Regions from separate parts of the Mus musculus genome. Here all the other regions are linked to region 5. The links are chromatin contacts, called in public HiChIP or PLAC-seq and promoter capture Hi-C maps. All regions are on one chromosome and are shown on one strand. The core of a region is the stretch at or near the end of the contact, and the rest is flanking DNA. Distances in the headings are between cores, read along the strand shown.

Evidence for each region. Promoter capture Hi-C pulls out the DNA fragments that hold promoters and counts their contacts. HiChIP or PLAC-seq counts read pairs in DNA pulled down with a chosen protein or histone mark. Capture Hi-C pulls out chosen DNA fragments and counts their contacts.
Region 1: a contact with region 5 is called in an H3K4me3 HiChIP or PLAC-seq map of bone marrow-derived macrophages, with 15 times the contacts expected there. The contact joins the enhancer-like site here to the promoter of Junos in region 5. A contact is called at or near these places in 14 of 39 promoter capture datasets (the 3T3-L1 cell line, 3T3-L1-derived adipocytes, the C10 cell line and 9 more), 3 of 15 datasets of contacts at CTCF or cohesin (the NIH/3T3 cell line, large pre-B cells and pro-B cells), 2 of 484 Hi-C or Micro-C datasets (the AML12 cell line and bone marrow-derived macrophages), 34 of 115 datasets of contacts at active chromatin or transcription factors (CD4 single positive thymocytes, DN3 thymocytes, acute myeloid leukemia and 26 more) and 5 of 9 other capture datasets (adipose tissue, embryonic stem cells, liver and 2 more).
Region 2: an H3K4me3 HiChIP or PLAC-seq map of bone marrow-derived macrophages shows a contact between it and region 5, with 21 times the contacts expected there. The contact joins the enhancer-like site here to the promoter of Junos in region 5. A contact is called at or near these places in 13 of 39 promoter capture datasets (the C10 cell line, the HPC-7 cell line, the SN4741 cell line and 9 more), 1 of 15 datasets of contacts at CTCF or cohesin (large pre-B cells), 14 of 484 Hi-C or Micro-C datasets (B cells, LSK cells, bone marrow and 10 more), 32 of 115 datasets of contacts at active chromatin or transcription factors (the 230-238 cell line, bone marrow-derived macrophages, craniofacial prominence and 22 more) and 4 of 9 other capture datasets (adipose tissue, liver, macrophages and 1 more).
Region 3: a promoter capture Hi-C map of liver shows a contact between it and region 5. The contact joins the promoter of Hook1 here to the promoter of Junos in region 5. A contact is called at or near these places in 3 of 39 promoter capture datasets (cranial neural crest, embryonic stem cells and neural stem cells), 3 of 15 datasets of contacts at CTCF or cohesin (embryonic stem cells, pro-B cells and stem cell-derived epiblast-like cells), 22 of 484 Hi-C or Micro-C datasets (B cells, CD4 T cells, CD8 T cells and 14 more), 38 of 115 datasets of contacts at active chromatin or transcription factors (the 230-238 cell line, CD4 single positive thymocytes, CD8 T cells and 25 more) and 2 of 9 other capture datasets (embryonic stem cells and liver).
Region 4: an H3K27ac HiChIP or PLAC-seq map of epiblast stem cells shows a contact between it and region 5, with 10 times the contacts expected there. The contact joins the enhancer-like site here to the promoter of Junos in region 5. A contact is called at or near these places in 13 of 39 promoter capture datasets (the 3T3-L1 cell line, the C10 cell line, the HPC-7 cell line and 9 more), 2 of 15 datasets of contacts at CTCF or cohesin (the NIH/3T3 cell line and large pre-B cells), 2 of 484 Hi-C or Micro-C datasets (bone marrow-derived macrophages and uterus), 26 of 115 datasets of contacts at active chromatin or transcription factors (the 230-238 cell line, SST interneurons, T-cell acute lymphoblastic leukemia and 18 more) and 3 of 9 other capture datasets (embryonic stem cells, liver and pancreatic islet).
Region 6: a promoter capture Hi-C map of second pharyngeal arch cranial neural crest shows a contact between it and region 5. The contact joins the enhancer-like site here to the promoter of Junos in region 5. A contact is called at or near these places in 13 of 39 promoter capture datasets (the C10 cell line, the HPC-7 cell line, cranial neural crest and 7 more), 2 of 15 datasets of contacts at CTCF or cohesin (both in the NIH/3T3 cell line), 7 of 484 Hi-C or Micro-C datasets (Th1 cells, bone marrow-derived macrophages, cerebral cortex and 2 more), 37 of 115 datasets of contacts at active chromatin or transcription factors (SST interneurons, T-cell acute lymphoblastic leukemia, Th2 cells and 27 more) and 4 of 9 other capture datasets (adipose tissue, embryonic stem cells, macrophages and 1 more).
Region 7: a contact with region 5 is called in an H3K27ac HiChIP or PLAC-seq map of stem cell-derived neural progenitor cells, with 5 times the contacts expected there. The contact joins the enhancer-like site here to the promoter of Junos in region 5. A contact is called at or near these places in 4 of 39 promoter capture datasets (embryonic stem cells, hippocampal neurons, liver and 1 more), 1 of 484 Hi-C or Micro-C datasets (cerebral cortex) and 15 of 115 datasets of contacts at active chromatin or transcription factors (the NIH/3T3 cell line, astrocytes, bone marrow-derived macrophages and 9 more).

Annotation. Positions count from the first base shown.
Region 1 is chr4:95,769,410-95,772,109 of GRCm38.p6, forward strand. Fggy (FGGY carbohydrate kinase domain containing) reads left to right here. Exons shown (of 16, transcript NM_001113412.1): 8 at 17-120. Among named protein-coding and RNA genes, the nearest start is that of Hook1, 200 kb to the right of the region's middle. Within about 2 kb of position 1,257, at least 13 of the 459 cell types and tissues checked have an H3K27ac peak or open chromatin away from gene starts, as enhancers often do. A contact at or near this core is called in adipose tissue and bone marrow-derived macrophages, where this site is marked.
Region 2 is chr4:95,844,695-95,847,394 of GRCm38.p6, forward strand. All of the region lies in intron 13 of Fggy (FGGY carbohydrate kinase domain containing), which reads left to right. Among named protein-coding and RNA genes, the nearest start is that of Hook1, 120 kb to the right of the region's middle. Within about 2 kb of position 1,352, at least 111 of the 459 cell types and tissues checked have an H3K27ac peak or open chromatin away from gene starts, as enhancers often do. A contact at or near this core is called in the 230-238 cell line, B cells, adipose tissue and 14 more, where this site is marked.
Region 3 is chr4:95,965,665-95,968,657 of GRCm38.p6, forward strand. Hook1 (hook microtubule tethering protein 1) reads left to right here and starts at 1,715. Exons shown (of 22, transcript NM_030014.2): 1 at 1,715-1,892. The coding sequence starts at 1,830. 9530080O11Rik (RIKEN cDNA 9530080O11 gene) reads right to left here and starts at 1,991. Exons shown (of 2, transcript NR_045776.1): 1 at 1,460-1,991.
Region 4 is chr4:95,820,750-95,823,667 of GRCm38.p6, forward strand. Fggy (FGGY carbohydrate kinase domain containing) reads left to right here. Exons shown (of 16, transcript NM_001113412.1): 11 at 1,229-1,376. Among named protein-coding and RNA genes, the nearest start is that of Hook1, 150 kb to the right of the region's middle. Within about 2 kb of position 1,307, at least 43 of the 459 cell types and tissues checked have an H3K27ac peak or open chromatin away from gene starts, as enhancers often do. A contact at or near this core is called in craniofacial prominence, embryonic limb bud, epiblast stem cells and 3 more, where this site is marked.
Region 5 is chr4:95,050,787-95,053,588 of GRCm38.p6, forward strand. It overlaps Junos (a long non-coding RNA gene), which reads left to right and starts at 1,531. Exons shown (of 5, transcript XR_867920.3): 1 at 1,531-1,596. It overlaps Jun (jun proto-oncogene), which reads right to left and starts at 1,436. Exons shown (of 1, transcript NM_010591.2): 1 at 1-1,436. The coding sequence starts at 485.
Region 6 is chr4:95,899,739-95,902,592 of GRCm38.p6, forward strand. All of the region lies in intron 14 of Fggy (FGGY carbohydrate kinase domain containing), which reads left to right. Among named protein-coding and RNA genes, the nearest start is that of Hook1, 66 kb to the right of the region's middle. Within about 2 kb of position 1,318, at least 24 of the 459 cell types and tissues checked have an H3K27ac peak or open chromatin away from gene starts, as enhancers often do. A contact at or near this core is called in craniofacial prominence, embryonic limb bud and second pharyngeal arch cranial neural crest, where this site is marked.
Region 7 is chr4:96,026,952-96,030,005 of GRCm38.p6, forward strand. No RefSeq gene overlaps it. Among named protein-coding and RNA genes, the nearest start is that of Cyp2j13, 49 kb to the right of the region's middle. Within about 2 kb of position 1,735, at least 55 of the 459 cell types and tissues checked have an H3K27ac peak or open chromatin away from gene starts, as enhancers often do. A contact at or near this core is called in cerebral cortex, forebrain and stem cell-derived neural progenitor cells, where this site is marked.

The DNA.
Region 1 (2,700 bases), core at 7-2,506, 720 kb after region 5:
TTTTACTTTCCCACAGGAGTGATTGGGGCAGATGTGAGAGGTCACGGGCTTACCTGTGAGGGACAGCCAGTGACGTCAAGGCTGGCTGTCATCTGTGGAACATCATCTTGTCACATGGGGGTAAGTGCACCACGTTGAAAGGCAAGGCCACCACAAACAGTGGAGGCAGCCCAGAGCCCAATCCTGGAAACTACTGGCTCCTTCGCCTCTCCATTCTTTCTGTCTCCCCCTTCCCTAGCACCGGCCTGACCGATCTTGCCAAGCCTCTTTCCAGTGGCCAACTTGTTGAAGAAAATGGAAGGGTGCTCAGTGAGTTCACCTGGGCTGCAGAGCTGACAAAGCCCTCCAGACATCTCTCCTCAAAGGGTGGCTAGGTCTCCCTGCGCACAGGTGTCTATTTTCATTGGCCACTGAGCTCTCTCTCTCCATCCATATAAATCCATCTCCCTGGGAGTGTCCTGATGATCTATAGAATCGGGCTGCATATCATGACTTCAAAAGAACACTGATAAGCAATTTTCACTGTGCTAATTTTTCTCCATGAATGAGTGGAAAGGCTTTCTCCAAGATTGCAGTAAAATTTAGTGCCTGCCCTAAAATTTATATCTTTTTTAAATGCATGAGTCTGAAAGCATTCCATTTCGATAAGTACCCATTTCTACCATATTTTTATTTAAAAGTCATTACTCTGTTAAAGTGAGATGGACGACTCCTTGGATTTTTCCCAGATGAGTAAAACCAAGGAGAAAGTGGAGGAGGAGATGAGCAGAGAATGCAGGACACAGGGCAGAATCTCAGCAGTGAGGGAGCGCAGCTCTTAAATAACTGCACTTTTCTTCACAGGCAGCTGTTTTGATTCAATAATATTCTCTGAAACTTTCTCTTTTGTCCTGGCTATTAAATTCTCAGAACAAAAGGATAGCAAAGACTTCCCCATAGCTGAGATGGGCTTATGGGTCCTTGAAAGCAGATTAAGTTTGAGATCGCTGTGCTACACATCTGATCTATGCTAGGCACTTAGTCTCACCCTTAGTCTCTGTGTAGAGATGGTTCCCAGTCCCACACAGGGTCCCAGCTTTCTGCAGAATATAGAGTTTTCTATCCGCTGTCTCCTAGCGTGAGCACTGAGAGAGTGCTTCTCTCAGAGAGCATCTGTTCGAGGCCAGCCTGTGACTGCCAGTCTTGTTTTTATGGAGCAGAGAAGGAAGAGTGGCTGACTCAGAAGGGAACTCTTGGTGGCAGAAACTTTCCCGATGTGACACTTGGGCTGAACTTTAAGGAACTACATTTTATTTCAAGCTTCTCTGAACTCTAGGCACTATCGTATCTTTTTGTTCCCTTTTTGTTGGAAATAGACTTTTTTCTTATATAATATATCCTAAATACACTTCCCCTCCCTCTCCTCCTCCTAGATGTTCCTCACCTCTCCTCCCAGCTGGATTCAACCCCTTCCTGTTTCTTACTAGAAAACAAACCGGCTTCTAAGTGATAGAGATAAAATAAGATTAAAACCAAACTCACTGAATAGGATATTACAAACGGACAGAAAGAAAAGAGCCTAAGAAAAGACACAAGAAACAGATATAGAAACAGAGACACACTTGTTCACATACACAGGAATCCCATTAAAATACCCATAAAACTGGAAGCCACAGTACGTGTTTATGTTTGTTCGTGTGTTTATGTGAGCATGTTTTGTATGTGTCTGTGTGTGTATTATATGTCCATATTATATTATTGATATATATATTATATATTATATATTTTAGTATCCTTAACTGGTTTTAGAAGTCTCACCCACTCACTTTCTACAGCCCTGTGCTAGAAGGACAAACCTAAAGAAGCTAGGCCTTCTTAAACCAGAAGTGTGGAACAGTAGCCAGTTCTCTTTTCTCTTGACATGGGTCTAAGCTGCCAGTGTGTCCTCACTGAAATTATTAAAATCTCTGCTATCTTCAGTGGGACACATCTTATCTAGCTTCCCGAATCAGAGTCTTGACACTTTTGCCCTCTAATTCAGACTTGCACACAGAAGCCGCCCCCACGGATGGGAGTTGCCTCCTTATAGCTTCCCTCAGTGCCACTGTCTCTTCACCGGGTGGCACGAGAGCTTTGTCTACTGTATCCTGGTTTTACAAATTAGAAAAAGGAGGCAGAAAGCTCAAGTGCTTCCCTCAAGGTCACAAAAATGGTACTTTCTGGAACAAAGACCCAAAAACACTCTCTTGGTTGTGGTTTCAGAGATCCAACTTTTTAGTGCTACTCGATATCATGTGTTCTTATCCCATGCCCATCCCAGAACAGAGAGATTGTAGGCATTTTGATTTCCAGATGCAGGTTGTAAAATCTCCTAGTATCGGTTCAGTCCCATGATCTGAGTGAACCCCTCAATCTCTCTAAGCCTCAGATTCTTCATCCATTATATAAGAGGCAAGACTGCCTGTACCAGAGAGTTTGTGGGTAACATGCATTTTATCTGACCGTGATGTGCAGTTTCACAGACACTCAAAAATAGTAATGATACTTATAAAAATGTCCCCGTGACATAAATAGTGCACATGAGACAACTGTTGGAGCTTTAACAAACTTGATGGGCAGCTGCAGTTGGATACAGTGAATGGCAGTCATAAAATGTCAGTTTATTGTCTTTTGTTGGACTGAAAGTATAGTCCCCACCTCCACCCCGTTTTGTACTTGCTA
Region 2 (2,700 bases), core at 102-2,601, 790 kb after region 5:
ATTCCAAGGGCACCCAAATGCTGAGATTCCATCTCAGTGCCCAAGGGGTTCTGGTCGTAAAGTCATGCGTTTAGCATCTTTGTGATGGGCATAGGGAGTAGGGGACAGTGGCAAACTGGCATCTGGGAAGAGTCCAGAGCTCCAGGAAAAGCTCTCTGGGAGGACACCTTGCAGGGGTATAAATAAACCCTGACCTAGCTTCAAGTCTCCCTGTGCTAGTACCTTCAACATTCTAGTATCTTCTCCCCAAGTGTCTCCTGGAGACTGTTGCGCCCTCCTGTACCCATTGCTCGGTACCCAGACACCAGGTATAAGCACAGGATAAGGCTCCCCTTGTGGTGGTAGTTGGCGGGGGGCATAGATGTCTGTCATGAGCCCACCTTACCCTGGGCTCCATTCCGTATGAACCCACCCATTGTGTTTCTTCCATAGCGAGTAGGTTGGTGTCTGAGCTCAGACTGACTCATGAGATCATTCCTGCTCCAGGCCATGCAGATACGGGGCCTTTATCCAAGTGATAGGCTCATTCCCTGCATATAAGGTACTAAATAAGGAACTAACTAGAATACCTATTCATATCTTACAGAGAAGTAGACCAAGGCACAATTTGGGGGCTCACCTAGAAAAGCATGTTGTGTTAAAGATCGATTAGGATGTGGGGAAGCATGGACTTTGCCCCCCTCAGCCAAGTGCCTAGTCTGTTGGTAGGAATCATACTGCAATCATTAATTCTCCCTAACTGCTGAAATTAGAAAGTAGACTGCATTGTAGTCAAACAAAGAAGGAAGAAGGACAGGAGAGGTACATTCAATTGGCTTCCCTAAATCAGGCAGCCACATAATATTGGGATTGGGATTGGGCCATTGAGCCAGGTTTCTGGACCTTTCCTTTATTGCTCTCCGATGATGCCAGCCCTGTTCCAAGGTTTGTAAACCTGCAGAAGTGGACCACAAAGAGTGGAGTAGACAGAAATGAAAGTAAGATCAGCTGGATGGCTCAGCTAAGACACAGGCCTGAAGTCTGCTCTGTGATTCCCCACTTCTTAGCTTTTAGTTACCCAAAGCCACATCCCACCTGGATGGAAGCAGGTTAAAAGCCAGCTTCAGTACAGGGAATGGGGAAAAGAGGACCCTTGAGCAGGGTAGCCAGAGGTGACCTGGGAACAGCCTGGGCAGGCACGACAGCTCAGGGTTTTGTGAAAATGGGCCATCCTCTAGTCATGTGTCCCTGAGCGTCAAAAAAGCCAGGGAATGCCACTTTGCTGCAAGCTCTGCATTGGGAACTGTTGTTCTCTGGGCTGCTGAATGGAAGGCTGTTAGTGGCTGTTTGGGTTCAGGCAGAAATTGGACCCTTTGTCTCTAACTACTGGCTAGTTACAGTTGTGGACAAAGAGACCTTTTCTTGGCCTGAAATTCCTCTACTCATGACTGACAAAGGATGGCACAGTGCATCTGCCTTCAAATGCTTTGGCTTCTGCTAAACTCATTAATGCATCCGATAAAATAGCTGACATTCCAGGCAAAGCCTCCCTCTTCCTGCCTTTACCCAGGGCTCAGAGAAAGGAATGCACTTGAGTCTGTTCTGTAAAGAAGCCTGGGGAAAGGTGAGGCCCTGGTACCTTTAAGCACTACAATTGCGCTGCTTTCCCTGTCCAGAACAATGTAGAGCAAAACACAGCATAGTATGAAATCCTCAGACATCCGCATGAAAAATTGCAGAGCCGAGTAGTGGAAAGATCAGCAGGCCAGCTGTCTGACGTAGAGGAAGTCACTTTACTTGTGAGAGCCTGGGGTCCCTCTTCTGAAAAAAACCACAACGTTGTTGTCTACCTCATGTAGACCACTCTGGGGAATTGAGTTCTAGGTTCTTGGAGCTCATAGGGAGTGATCCTAGCCTGTTGCTTCACTTCCTCCCTCCAGGCAGCCCTATGCCCCAAAAGGAGAAGGCATGGTGGAGAAAAAGAGTTTAAGATTTTATAAGCAATTTTGGCCAGGTTAGGAAAAGCAGGCTTTATTAAGGCAGGAAATATGGGCTGTACCACCTTGGGAAATGACTTGGGCACCAGAGGCACTTCCTGTACCCTGGCCATGGACTTAACTGTGATTTCCAAAAACAGTCTGCATGCGTGTACCAAGTAACTGTAACCGTCCTGCAGACTTGGGACTAAATGTTCAGTCTTGTAAATTGTGCTTTTTTAGGGCTGGCAGTTTCTCTAGGGTTTCCTTCTTCCTGTCTCACTATTCTGACTTTTAGTTCTTTACCCCCCAACACCCCTCCTCCCGCCAACACTCACAAGCACCCCCTGGGTACACAGGCTGTCAAGTACTTGGCTTGAGGATACAAAGAACAAGATGTCTCCAAGAAGTCCATTACCAAACAGCAAAGTTTCCATTGTCTTCTGACCAGTGTGCAGAAGAATATAATAGAGACCCGGAGATCAGAGGTGACAGGCCAGGCAGGAAAGGTAAGCTTACTTAAACTTGGCCAACTTGAATAAAGGGTTTATTTACAGAGGTAAGGAAAACCTAGGCAGCCAGGAAGACCCCCATAGCTGCTAACCTATTTCTATTCCCTAGGCTTAGGGATGAGGAACTGGAGGGACCCAGCCCAAGATAGGAGCTTAGTTCAGTTTTAACCAGAGGGCACTTTGCAAATGAGAAAACAGAGGTAAGAAATGGTTAAACAACCTGTCTAATATTG
Region 3 (2,993 bases), core at 465-2,964, 920 kb after region 5:
TTTGGAGTTGGAGAGATGGCTCAAAGTTAAGGGGACTGCTATTCTTACAAAGGACCAGAGTTCTGTTCCTAGTCCCTAAAGTAGGCTACACAAAACTGCCTGTAAGTCCAGCTCCAAAGGATTTGATGCCCTCTTCTGGCCTTCAAGGGAACCTGCACACATGTTGCAGACACACAGGAATAAAAATAAAAATGTATCTTTAAATTTTCCCAATAAATATGCCAAACTTCCCTTGAATTTTTGCTTTAGATTTATATTCATTTCACACTTGTCAGAATTAGTCTTTTTTTTTTTTTTTTTGCTGTTTTTCAGTAATGTGATTTTCTAACTTTTCAAATTGGAAAGAATTGAAATTTTAGTAGGTCACTTATCTGTGGGTCTCAGTGATAAACGTGCTTTAAAGAGTGTGTGGTTATAGTAATTCACATTGCAAAGTTTACAATTCCCAACTTACATTATTTTCATAATATGTGCTTATATTTTAGCCAGAGATATCTTTAGAAATGTAGAGGCTGTGGTCTCTACCCGTAACATTGAGAGCAACGCGGGTGGTGGTGGGGGGGGGGGAGGGCGGGGGTTGGGAGAGAGTCACAATACCGACTCTTCAATTCTTTAGGCCTATAGTTTTCATGAAGTTTCATTAGTATTTATTGTGTCTAGAATACACTTTAGCAAAATTGTGAGGTTGCGTCGAAAATGCCCTCACTGTATTTTTAAAATGAAACTGATTTATAACAGGGGGTTTATAATTTATTGTCCAACAGTTTTGCTCAACGTTTAAATATAAAAATCACAGAGAGTTAAGCGAACCAGCTGCCTCTTAATACAGAGTATGAATTGATGGATTAATGAATGAGTGAAGTGGTGAGAACCAAGAGTTAGAATAATATTGTAGCCCCTTCCAATAATGACACAATTTATCATGTTGGATTGCCACTTTCCAGATTTTATGGACCATGCCACCAACATCCTCAGTGGACACATCATTATTATTATTTTTTAACATAGAAACGAGCAGGTAGGGTACACAGATACAGCCTATGCTTTTTGAACACTATTTAATTTTGCTATCTAAAAACGGCCTTCCCCTTTGCCCCATTTAAAATGAAATCAGCCACAACCTGTGATTCTGTGAGGGCTTCTTTGACTTAGGCAGCATGGAGGTCTGTTTTTTCCTTAGGAAACACGTTTCTTGGTCACGTGGTTCCTCTTGCTTTGGGGGTTTCAATTCCTGAGCACTGTGGTGGGGAATGAGAAGAGGCTGGAGGCTGAGAGTGGGTCTGTACTAGTGCTAACCAGGAGAAATGGAAGGTTGGCCTCTGAGCCCTCCACTACCTTTGGCCACTCTAGCTCGCGCAGGCGCGCTCTCCTTCCTACCCCCAGCCCCGCCCTCATTGCACCTGCCAGGTCATAAACCTCCGCCCACCCACACCCGCTTCGCCTGGCGGTCCGGGCTTACCCCTCCTTGATTGGCCAAGAGTCTCTGGAGCGCGTCCAATCAGCAGCCCTCCTGTGCGACCTATTCCCGCTCCTCCCGCCCTGCCGGCCTCGCTGGTGCCCAGCTTCTTTGTGACTGGTGCTCGCAGAGGTCACTCAGCGTGCGGTGTGCGATCGGCGGGCGGGGCCGGCTCAGGTGCCGGGACGCGGGACAGACGCGGTGGGCGAGGGGGCGGTCGCGCCGCGACGTCTGCGCCGTGAGGCTTCGCGCGTGAGTGGCGCGGGCGCCAGGCCTGGCCGCCGAGCTCCAGTGGCGGGCGCGGAGGTCGTTGACGCGGGCCCGGTCGGAGGCGCGTCCGTCGCTGTGAGCGCGGCGTCGAGGTTCTCGGACCATGGAGGACCCGCAGCCGCTGCCACAGTCCGAGCTGCCGCTGTGTGACAGCCTCATCATCTGGGTGAGTGTAGTTCCACGCTTGCCAGCGAGGCCACCTGCGGGGCGAGCGGAGCACGGAGCCTCCGGCTGCCACGTACACCTCCTCCGCAACCCTTCCGTCCCAGCCTCTGAGAGCTCCGCCTCGCACAGGTGACCAGGAGGCGCTGGCAGCCTCGGTTCCCAGATTGCTGTCCTTTTGGGCCCACACAGCACCCATGGCGGTGTAGACACAGCTGAGAGAGATGGCCAAATTACCTTTGATGTGGGAGCTCTTTTTCATTTTTTCCCCCTCTTCCTCCCCTTCCCATCTTAATACCTTTCTTTTTTTAAAGTAAAAAAGAATTGGCTTTTTTTGTTTACGCTTGATCCATGTGCAGGATTTTTTTAGCGCAGATTGCCTCAGTCCTCATTTTTTCCCAGTATTCCGGTGAGCCAAATGGTTTCTAACCTGTTGGAATTTCCTAGATATGACAGAACTGCCGTCCAGGTGTGATTTCTAGGCCTTTATTGTGCTAGGATAGTGTTTGATGCCCTACAGTTGGGTGTTGATAGCGCTGATGGCTCAACTCAGTTGTATAATTGTGAAGAGAGTCTGATTGGAATGTAAGTAGACTGGATCAGGAGGATTACATCCTCCAAGAGATTGACTGGCCATCTTCTAATACTAGCAAATCCAAAGGACAAATAGGGAAGATCTCTATGAGTGTTTGAAATTTGTAGTCACTTTTGCACTTTAGACTTTGATAACATGTTTTAAGTAGAATGTAGTTAGGATCTCAGGGTTAAAGCGTTTAGCTCACTGTAGACCTGCATGTTTATTTAAATTACTATTTAGGTTTAGATATTGTATTTAAGATTGTTAGGAAAGAAGGCAGTATTACTTTAATGATCCCATTTGTTTAAAAACAAATGTCTAATCATAGGGTGTATTCAGGTCTGCAATTTTGTGCTCTGATCATCTGACTGAGATGGTAAACTGGGTTCTTTATGATGTCACTGACTTCCCTATGAGGTCACATGGAGTTCAAGAGTTTCTTAAACTATACTGCAATATTTCCAAGTGCTATGACCATATCCTTTCTTAAAGCAGTATTTTGACTTCCTACTTTGTGCTGGCCTCACA
Region 4 (2,918 bases), core at 57-2,556, 770 kb after region 5:
TTCCAGAACAGAAACACACACACACACACACACACACACACACACACACACACACACACACACACACACACAGTTTTCACTGATAGAGAGGAAAAGAGAGTTTGAAACTATTTTTATGATTTTTTTTTTCAGAAACCTACAGAAACATCATGGTATCCATGGGGACACTCCTGGCATTGCAAAATATGAACTTGAAGTCACTTCTTCTAAAGCATTTTAAGAATGCAAATCACAAATATTGGCAGAAGTATTCTAGCTGCTAACCTCCTGTGGGCATTGCCCATGCTTTGTCTCTCTGAGGTTTTCTGGTCCATCTTTGGGATCTTTGGTTCAGAGCTTTGGAAGGTTCATTTTCCCCAGATTCCCTAGCTAGTGAACTGTGTCCCACAGTAAAACTTAACCCAGTGAAGTATTATGATACTACATTATGAAGTAAGTATTATTATACTACATAATGAACAGGAAATAGACATTCAGAGAGGCTAACTGTAGCCAGGATAGAAAACAGTATCTGAAACTTGCACTGTTTTCACTCCCAAGTTTGTCATCTTTTGACCTGAGAAATGTCATTGATTAAGGGGGTCATTCCAATTCCACCATTTTACACCTCAATCAACTAAAACTTAAAATGGGAAAACCTACACGATAGCCTTTCAAAGTCATGGTTCTGAATCCCATGTCTAATTCTTGATCCTTACTGTGTGTATGACGCTCACTCATTGGATCCAGGAGCGTATATTTATCTCTATTTGTCATTTCATCATTTTTACAATTAGGAAGACAGATTTAAATAAATCCTTTGCATATGCACCATATTGTACTGCAGTTTACAGAATGCTGTATGTTTGCATACATGGTCTTTGATCTTCATAATAACCATATGAGGTAAGTTGGACAGAGATTGTAGGATGTTTCTACAGATGAGAAGAGGACAGTTCGAGAGCTTGGAATAACTGGCTCATGTGTACACACCTACCAGGAGTGAAGCCATTGTCTGACCAGGTCTCCTGACTCCAAGCCTTTCCATGGGAAGTGCTGCCCTGGCATGACAGTGTGTTGTGAGAGTTCAGGGGCTAGTTTCATATAAGAGCAGCTGCTTTGCTCAAGCTTTTGAGAGCCCTCTTTGCTTTCCTGGGTCTGATATCGAAGTGCAAATGGTTTCTTTCTGCAGAATAATTTGCTTTTCAACCCTATCCCCTTTTAAAATCAAAATCCACTTCTTTTCCAGATGCCAGAGTATATATGCATATTTGAATAGTCACCTGGATCTGATTAAGAAGGCTCAGCCTGTGGGTTTCCTCACTGTTGATTTACATGTTTGGCCAGATTTCCATGGCAACCGGTCTCCCTTAGCAGATCTGACTCTGAAGGGCATGGTAAGTAAAAGCCAGTCCATGCACGGAGGTGAAGGCCAGCCAAGGGGTTGCAAAGTTTGGAAGACACAAAGTGAGGAGACAGGAAAAGAGGGAACAACTGAGAAAAGGTGGCCAAGAAGAGCTGGCTTTTGTCAGTTGCCTTGGTCAGGTTGCTCCTGCTCTCCAGAAAGATCTGTTAGCCATTGTTGTTGTTTCCAAGCCAGCTCAGAGCGCCTTTGAGATAGTATTTCTGTACTCAACTACTGCTGTGTCTTACTGCCCTGGTGTGGCTGAAAGTCCTGCCTATGTCATTTTTACATTTACACTGATTTGTAGTCATGTTTTCCATCTCTGTCTCCAGGCTACCCACTACCTCAGTGGTAAATATTACCACCCATGGTCCCACTTCCTGAAGCAAGCCTGAGAGCCATGGCTGTTCTGAGCCCATAGCAAAATTTCAGAATTTCAGATTTAACTTCAGCTAAAAATATAATTAATAACTAATATTGGGGGATCAAGTCTGCTCTTTTTTATTTTTGTTTTTTATTTATTTTTATTAATCATTTTCTTCATTTACATTTCAAATGAAATTCCCCTTCCCAGTTACCTCTCCACAAACTTCCCCATCCCATCTCTCTCCTCCCTCCCCTTTGCCTCTGTGAGGGTGTTCCTCCACCCATTCACCCACTCCCATCTAACCCCACTATCGTCCCCCTATGATTGGCTATCAAGCCTCCGTCCCCTCCCATTGATGTCAGGTAAGGCCAATCTCTTTTACATATGTATCTGGAACCTTGGATCCTTCCATGTATACTCTTTGCTATTAAGAATCTTTAAGGCTACATTCAGCCCAGAGATCATGAGCCCTCCTGTAGAGTTCAGGAGGAAATTGGTGGCAAGCTCACACCTGGATGAGGCTGTAGTACCTCCAAGCCAGACAGGATCTGTAGCTGTGAGGAGGCTGGCTATTGAGAACACTGAGAGCTAGGCTTGGAGGTGAATGAAACAAGTTAAATCTAGAGAGGAAGAGAACTTTCAGTTCTAATGGACCACATAAGAATTCCTAAATGCCAAGTCTAGGAAGGGGAGTGTAAGGAAAGTGAAAATGGGAAGTGAGAAGGTAGTCTCTGAGCAAATGCCACTAACATGCAGGAGCAACATTAACTGTGAGAAGGCCTACTGGCTTCAGGAATTTAAGGTTTGTGGTTAAATTCATTAAGATTGTTTAAAATAGTTTTATGATGCTTCCACAAAGTTCAAAACCTCATTTTTATTACAGAGTTGACCACATAATCAACTTCTCTTCATAAAGCAAAATCATGAAACACTAAGGAAACTGGACAAGTCAACAGTGTGTTTGTCTGGAACCTGTGAAGCATGCCTATGAAATAAGCTGAGCTGGGCCTCTGAATTCAAACACGGAGGCAGGGGAGACCTCTCAAAAGTAGACACAGCTATAGTTTTTGCTTTCTGATAATCAACAAATGCAAACTGTTGGGTAGGAAGGAAAACAACTTATACAAGTACAAATATATATATATATATATGACTATCTTAATAAGA
Region 5 (2,802 bases), core at 281-2,780:
CTGGCGCTGTAGCCACCACCGCCGCCAGCGCCTGCTACTGAGGCCACCGCGGGAGCCACCATGCCCGCCCCGCTGACCGGCTGTGCCGCGGAGGTGACACTGGGAAGCGTGTTCTGGCTATGCAGTTCAGCCAGGGCGCGCACGAAGCCCTCGGCGAAGCCCTCCTGCTCGTCGGTCACGTTCTTGGGGCACAAGAACTGGGTGGGGGTCGGTGTAGTGGTGATGTGCCCATTGCTGGACTGGATGATCAGGCGCTCCAGCTCCGGCGACGCCAGCTTGAGCAGCCCGACGTCGGGCGACGTGAGAAGGTCCGAGTTCTTGGCGCGGAGGTGCGGCTTCAGACTGCCCACCGGGTCGGCCAGGTTCAAGGTCATGCTCTGTTTTAGGATCTTAGGGTTACTGTAGCCGTAGGCACCGCTCTCGGACTGGAGGAACGAGGCGTTGAGGGCATCGTCGTAGAAGGTCGTTTCCATCTTTGCAGTCATAGAACGGTCCGTCACTTCACGCGGGGTTAGCCTGGGCTGTGCGCAGAAGTTTCGGGGCCGCAACAGCGCGCCGGGAAGCGGGGGGATACCCGCGCGTCCCCGCTTCTGTAACAAAGTTTGTTTAGGAGCGTGCGCTCCAGACGGCAGTGCTTCCCCCTGAGCCCTCCTCCCCAGTTCGCTCCAGGGAGCGCAGGGTTAAGACTCCGCTAGCACTCACGTTGGTAGGCTCCCGCGCGATGCCGAGCTTTGAAAAGTCGCGGTCACTCACGGAGCGCTCTCGGGGAGCAGCGGTTCCTTGGAGCCCGCAGACCAGTCCCAGCAACAGCGGCTCTCCGGCGGTGCTGACCAGTCGTCACGGAATTCTCGGTGGAAGCCCGCGATCGGGCTCTGCCGCCCGGCCTCCGACAACTGTCCCCTCCTCCGCTGTGAGGGGGAGGGGGACGCTAGGCAGCCGCGGCTAGCGCTCGCCCAACTTCAGCCGCCTGTGCGAACTGGTATGAGTATAGGTTCCTCTTCTCCCTTTTCTTTACAGTCTCGGTGGCAGCCTTAAGGCGCAGAAGAGATTTGCAAAAGTTCGCTCCCGGCCACTTGTTACCGGTCCTCTGGGTCAGGAAAGTTGCTGGCCGGTAGCCGCTCGCCTATTTCCTCGCGCGGTCGGGAGCCGCTCTCGATGCTGTCAGCAGCGCCCGGACTTGTGAGCTTCTTCTCCGTGGAAGGCGGGAGAAGGGACTCTCCAAATGCTCCCCAAAATACCGGTGCAGGAGCCGCGGGCGCTGGATCCAAGCAGTTGGTGAGAAAATGAAGACAAACGGATGAACAGTCCGGAGTCCGCGGCCGACCGGGTTGGCCAAGTCCGTCCGTCTGTCTGTCTGTCTGCCTGAGCGCTCTCCTGCCAGGCTGTCTCTGCCACACTCAGTGCAACTCTGAGTCCTTATCCAGCCTGAGCTCAACACTTATCTGCTACCAGTCAATCCCTAAAAATAGCCCATGATGTCACCCCGAGGCTTTCCCATTGGCTTGCGTCGTTCTCAGGGGGGCGGGCCCACCCGTCGCCATGGAGACCTCACCCTAGAAGATTCTTCTCTGGGCCCGCGAAGGCTCACGGGATGAGGTAATGCTCCGCTGCGCTCCTACAGTTGGGCCCTTCTTTCTCCTCCTCCCCCCCCCCCCTCCCGCGCTCAGCTTCGGCTTGTGTTCCCGGGTTCCCTCCCCGGCGCGTCTTTCCCGGCCCGCCCGGTGCATTGTGGGCTGACGTCTTGGTTTGGCTGTCTAGTGACGGAGGCTGCCGGTCGGCAGGACCCTTGCGGAGTCTGTCGGAGGCGGGCTCAAGTTCAGGGCTGGGGACTGGGACCGAGACGCGGGGATCCAGAAAGCAGGGGAGGCGCGCTAGTGGCCGGGGGCGGAGAGCTTGGGTGGGAGTGAAGGTTGCACACAGGCGCGCGCCCGCGCGCGGGCACACACACACACACACACACGCACGCACGCCCGAGAAAGGGCTGAATGATCTGAGTGACTGAAGCTGGCTCCGCACCCCCGCACTTCCGGGGGACAGAGCGATGCGGGTTAAAAGGGTTGTGTGCGCCCTGGGTGTGGGAGCACGTAAGTGCGTTGAAGTTGAGCGGGTTTGAGAGTAGCCCTCCAAGATGAGTATGCTTGGAAGTTTAGTTTCGGAGAAGGATCTGCGCCGCAGTGTGCTGTACCTGGAAACCAGAGATTTGCGGTGTTCGGAACCGACTCATCAGGGTCCCCGGCACAACACTTTATTCTCTGGACGTGCCGGGGGAGGGGTGTTCGCTTTGCCTCCGAGGGACCCCTCCTCTAGGTGTGAAAGATGCTAGCCCAGCGCCCATGGGGTGTCGAAAGCAACATATAAAGGTTCGAAACTCAGGAAACCTCGGCGATCGCCTGCGCTAGCACATACACACGGTCCCGCGCACACTCAGTCTGCGCCCGCCCTTCCTCCCTCCCTGATTTGCTTCTGGGAAAACAAGCCTTGAGAGCTGCGGACTCGCCCCAAGTCACGGTGCTTAAGCAGGAGTCCCTGGTAGAAACAGGCTGAAAACTCCCCTCCCCGCTCACTGGTGGAGTCATATCCTGTGCGGCCTCTAGGAAGCGCTAGACACATGTAAGTTATTTCTTTTCTAAGGTTCTGCTATCAGCCCTCCACCCTCCACCCCTCAGGACTAAAGAGGTGGCAAGCTTGGTTCTCCCAGGGCATAAGGGCAAATCTCAGAACTTCTCTGAGCTTTATTGGTCTCATCTAGAAGTAGAGCGAATGAGGTCCACTACACCGGGCTGCCAGGCATTAGTTTTGACT
Region 6 (2,854 bases), core at 68-2,567, 850 kb after region 5:
GTTCTTGGTAACTTAGCAGACTAATAATATGTTCTTTGTACATAAACTAAGTTGAATATTTCTTCCCAAGCTGCAAATAGCCTAACCAGTCTATCAAGTCAAATCCCAACTCATTGCTGAAAGAATCCATTGTTGTTTTGAGTTTTAATATCTGATGTGCAGGACAGTGTAAAGAACCTTTCAAGTAATTGGGTGATGTTTACACACACACACACACACACACACACACACACACACATATTACTTTCTGCACAAAGGTCCTGGACCCCAGAGCGTTTCTTTTCCGCTTATCAGACCACTGAGGTAAGGGTTAAGCCATTCTCCTCCTTTGGCTGACATCTGGGCCCCACTGGATGCTGCCCAGCTCTCCTCAGCTGAGAAGGATCTACAGCCAAAACTCAAGTCCCAGCCTTTGTAGCGGGCAATCTCCTGGCCATCTGTGAGCATGTCAGCTCTCTCCAGCAAGGGATCCTTCACATTATGGCATTTTCCCCAGTGACTCCACATTAGGGAGCATTTGTGGATGCTTGCTTTATGCACAGCAATATTAATATTCACTCCATCCTTACCAGGCAAACCTTGCTCCTACTTTAGAGAAGACAAAGCTTAGAAAAATTAAAAAGCCTGCCTAGGCTAGTAGAATAGGCAAGTCTCAAACCAGGTCTTCCCAGAGTTCTTGCCTCCACACTCAGCTCAGATCTGGAGGTATTGTAGGGAAGGAATTGAAATGGCTTTGTAAAAACAGGAAGTACAACTCAGCCTGTATTGTTCCAGTATCACAAAATGCACAGCATGAGATTCCCCTAGGACCTCTCCCCTTCACAAGCCTGTGTTCAGGAGCTGAAAGTGGGGAAAGCCTATCCCAGGACTTAAAACACTGATCTGTGAGTCCCAGAACAAAGAGATCAGGACAGCAGGCATGGGGAGGGTCGAACACATACCTAATTCTGAGCATTTACAACTGAGGAGGGGAGCCAGCTCTGGGGTTTCCTGCTTCTTTCCACAGATCTTTCAAAGTAGATTAACCCTCTCTGTAAGGAAAAAAACCTACCTCTTTGAGAACATTAATTTTGTTCTCATCTAGAAGCCATGCTGAGCTACACTAGAGGTAATGGCATGTAAAAAAAAAATGTTCCCAGAGACACTCCCAGCTGAACACACAAAGAATCTGGTCCCCAAGGAACAGTATAAGGATTGTCTGAAGGACTCGACATTGGTGAGATTACAGAAATCATAATATATGAATAAATGAACATATGGAAGAAATCAGGAAAGCCCTCCCATTCTTCCCATATGTAAACCTGGCCTTCAAGTAAAGTCCTTAAGTAAATGCAGATGTAGCCAAACCAGGGACCAGATGGCAAACAAGCACTGGACCAAGAGGTAAAGAAAGCTTTCCATGTTTATTCAAAGATGGGGGAAGTCATAATCCAGAATGCTGTGGTGTTCTCAGAAGGGTGACCTCAGGTCACATACACCCAACCAAGGCACAGTACAACCAAAACAACATTGACAGAGTTTATAACAATTGTGATTTGCTGTAGAAAAGCCACTACCATCTTACGTGACCAGAATCTGATGTCAAAAGTTGTACGTTTGGGACATGAAAGCAATGGTTGTACATTTGGGACATGAAAGCAATGTTTAGAGCAGAGGAGCAGGACTAGAGGGGCAGGAAAGCAGCAGCATTGGCCTTTGCTCGGCATTCACATGTGCCGGCAGCTTTGATGCTTGGTCTCCTTTAATTCTCTTACCTATGCACCAGGTATTGGGAAAATTCTGTAAAGGCATTTTAAATGGATCAAGAGATGTTAGGTCCCTAGATCCTACCTAAGCAGTGCCTTTGTCACTCTTCCGGTGTTACTTCAGCCCATGTCCTTCAACCTCAGTCTGTTTCCTCCTTGGATAGATACATGCTCTGCAACATCATCTCTTAGTGCCTGTGCGTCCTTGGAATCTCAGTGCACCTGGGGATGCTCACCTAGCTATCACTAGTACTTCCTGGGTTCTGCCCACATTCTCAGCTTCGTAGTTCATGTTCTTAGAATGAATACAATTTGACAAGGAAGACAGGTCCCTGAAGACTCTGGTTAGGGTCTGCCATATCCTCTCTACCCTTCCTGCCCAAACCAGAAGAACTAGGGGGACAATTTTAGCTACCCAGGTACTGCCTTGAGATTAAAGCAAACATACTGTGAGGTACGGAGTAGAACATGACTCTGTTTTCACCTTCTTCACAGCCTGCTGAGTCCTGGCTTCTCAGTGTTCAGGAGTTTACACATTGAACGAAGGAAGTTCTGGTAGTGCTTCACCTTCAGGTACATGCTTAAATGAGCATTAAGGTACCCTTCCCTTGCCATTCCACTAAATCACTGTATGTGGAGCAGTAGGTAGAAAGTGCTGTCAAGCTTGTCAGGCCTGCTTCCTGACGTTATGACTAAGCCTGCTGCCTCAAGAAAACCATGGCATTCTTTGGGTCTTGGCGTGCTTGACTCTAAAGGGCTGAAGGATTTCCTGAGAATCATTTTGGTTTCATCTCTTCCCACTCATCTGTCCTCTTTCATGTGTGCATTCATTCTGAATGTCATCTGTTTCCCCATCACTCTTAACCCTGGACCAGGATGAGAGACTGCACATGAAGCATAAGGCAGACTTCTGTAACTACATGTCAATCACCAGCACGCAGGGCGGGCACCCTTATTCTTGTTGTCTACTTGGGGTTGGCCATTAGGAGACACAAGCAGAAAGCTAGAGTTGTTGTTGTTGTTATTATTATTATTATTATTATTATTATTATTATTATTATTCCAGCATCCTCTGCAGGGTTACTATAAGTTGGCTGCATCCATTTACT
Region 7 (3,054 bases), core at 485-2,984, 980 kb after region 5:
CTCACTTCTCTTGACTTCTGTCCTGTGGAAATCACAATTTAACTTAAGTTTACTGGTTCACCTGTCTGCCAGTTGATATATACTCCTAAATCCCTTCTAGTAAATTTTAAACCTGTTGTATTTTTCACTTTGACATTCTCTACATATAACATTGTAACATATACATTATCTCACATATAACTAAATTATAGAACTTTCAGAAAAAGAAAAAATACCGTCTTGGTGTAGATGAATTATTATTAACTGACATTTCAAAACATGTTTAAGGAAAAATGTTGCTAAAATTGTTTTGATAAAGATTTATTTCCAAAGAGAACAAAGCATTGAAAAGAGGCTTAGACTGGGAGAAATATTTGTTAAAACATGTAAAAAGAAAAAGAAAAAATATGTTAAAATATATGGATTTATAAAACATATCTAAGATATTGATTCTCTTTCTAAATGATTTTTTTTTTGCAACTGTAGTTACATCATTTCCTCCCATACACACCTCCACTCTGAATTTATGGTCTCTTTTTCTTTCATTGTTTTATATATATATACACACACACACACGTATAAAATATATATACATATATTCCTAAATATATAAATAGTACCTGTTCATTTTGGGTGATGTGCCCTATATGTATATGACCTCAAGACTGACCTCTAGATATTGGATAAGCAATTGGGGAGAACTGTACCCTCAGGAAGACCATTTTTCCCTCTCTCCACAGTCCCCAGTTGTCTAGTGTTGAGGCCCCGTGAGATTTCTCCATTTCATGTTCTTTTTGTCCGTTTCCTTTTCTTCAGGTCTTGTTTAGCCAACCAAAAGAGTTTGCCACTCTCCTGCTAGTTGGTAGAAAGCACATGCTGTTCTATGAGCTTTGTAAGGAAAACATCAAACTGCCTGGGAGAAAAAAGTTATGGGGATATAATTACTATATTTTGACCAAGTATTGTGTTTCTTTGACATCTTCCCTTGGTCCTTACAAATGGCAAAGCAGGTGGGAAGTTAAAGTAGTAACAGTTCTAAAATCCCAGTGCCAAACACCAAGACATTTGTGCATTGTATGCCCATCTTGAAGATACTGTCTCTGTCACACTGGAGAGACCAGGCTGAATGGCTGTTACCTAAGACGTGGCAGAAAACATGAACTGAGTTCAGGCACTCAGGGGCTACTCCTGTAATGTTTGTTCATCTTCTTAACCAAGCCAATCATGTGGCCTTTCCTGGCTTTATTAGGCCATTATGTAAAATAATACAAGGACTAACAAAGTAACCCAGCAAGGGGATAATGATTCCCTTTACCAGGAAGCCTTTAGAGCAGATGCTGTTCTGTCTTTCAGGTAGGCAGGGGGAAGTACGGTAAGCTGTTTATATCAAGAGCAGAAGGTAACTGACAAACCTTGGGTGGGACAGTTAGCCAGAGCCGTGGCCTACTTCATCTGGTCACCAGGAGACTCCCTGGGGTCTTTTAATGTAGTTGGATGTGCATAAGAGTGCTGTGATGTTTTTGGTCCCTGATGTATTTGGACAAAGAGAAGCCTTTGTTCTGACCTTAGTAGGTACAGTCAGCACCACTGGTGACTCAGTGCCAGCTCCTGAAGGCACCCTTTGCAGCTGGCCCCTTTCTTCTTGCTCAGTTTAATGCAACCATTTCAGAAGAAAAGTTCTTGCTGTGCCAGAGCAGAACAAACAGCTCATGGTGAGTGCACAAGAACACAGGGTGACCCAGAAAATACCAGTATCCACAGAGGCAGCTGCCAGCTCATGAGACACATATAGGGGAGTGTGGAGGGTAGACCCAGGGAAGCCAGCTGGGAACTAGGGCAGAAACAGAGATTCTCACAGAGCTATGTTGCTCCGCTGTTTCTGAAAGATGGTAATGAAATTAGCAGAAGGAAAAAAATACGTCCGAAGAAGAAAATGCAGCCAACAGTCAGCATCTGTGGTTCTAATTTCTGACTGCAATCAAAGAAAGATGACAGCTGAGGGTACGTTCATGCGGGAACGTGAAGAAATAATGTCCCACGTGTATGCAGATTTTCTTAAAACTAAGCTTACAGGCAGGAGGATTTAAGTTAATCAGCAAAATATCAAACTCTTAACAGGACAGGTGATATACTCCTTAGAGTGAAAATAGAGGGGATTGTGCCAAGAAGAGCCAGGGCACCCCTGTAAAAACTACAGTGAACACCAGAAACAAGCCTTAAGGAACAAATGTCTCCAGAGAGCCAAGATGGGAAGCTATCAATATAAAATTACACCTGGTCTTTTTTTTAAACAATTCACGTCATGCCACAGAAGAGGGACGAGCGAAAGGAAACGGAGAAACCAGGGCACCATTTGCAATGCTACTCTTTAAAGTAAGACATAGATCATTCTGGGGACTTTGCCCAAGTACCCCCTCCCCAAAGATTGCTAGTAGTGAAGAAATAATGAGCTGCTGTAGTTATGAGTTCATATACACACATGTATATTTATGCATGTGGTGAATTTTTCTTTGGATGACAATTTATTTGCATATTTGTCTCACTAGACTGAGGGCCCTGAGGTCTTAGTGCCCTTCTACCTCTCCTTGTTCACAGTATCTCCCTTATAATCTACAGCCAGTAAGTATTTGTTGAACTGGGTTGAAAATACTCTTAATTTGAGGCTGCTTTTAAGGTACAGCTCCATCCACTTTTACCACGTAGAAGAAAAAGAGTAAAGCAGTTTTACCAAATAAGAAAATGCACTTGGAGTCACTTATATATCATCTGCAAAAAGTGATATTTTGACTTCCTCTTTTCCAATTTAGGGAAGTGGGGGGGGGGGAGGGTATGGGGGACTTTTGGGATAGCATTGGAAATGTAATTGAGGAAAATATGTAATAAAAAATATTAATAAAAAAAAAGAAAGAAAATGTACTTGGAATGGCTCTATTCTAGGATTCTGCCACCTAAGCAGAATGAAACGAGACTATTTTCCACTTAAAAATTTATCTGTAGTTTTACTTTCAGAAAGTGAACGATCACTTGACCCCAAGTCTTTATTGTACATCCCTATGCTTAGGCCTGGCCTGTCTT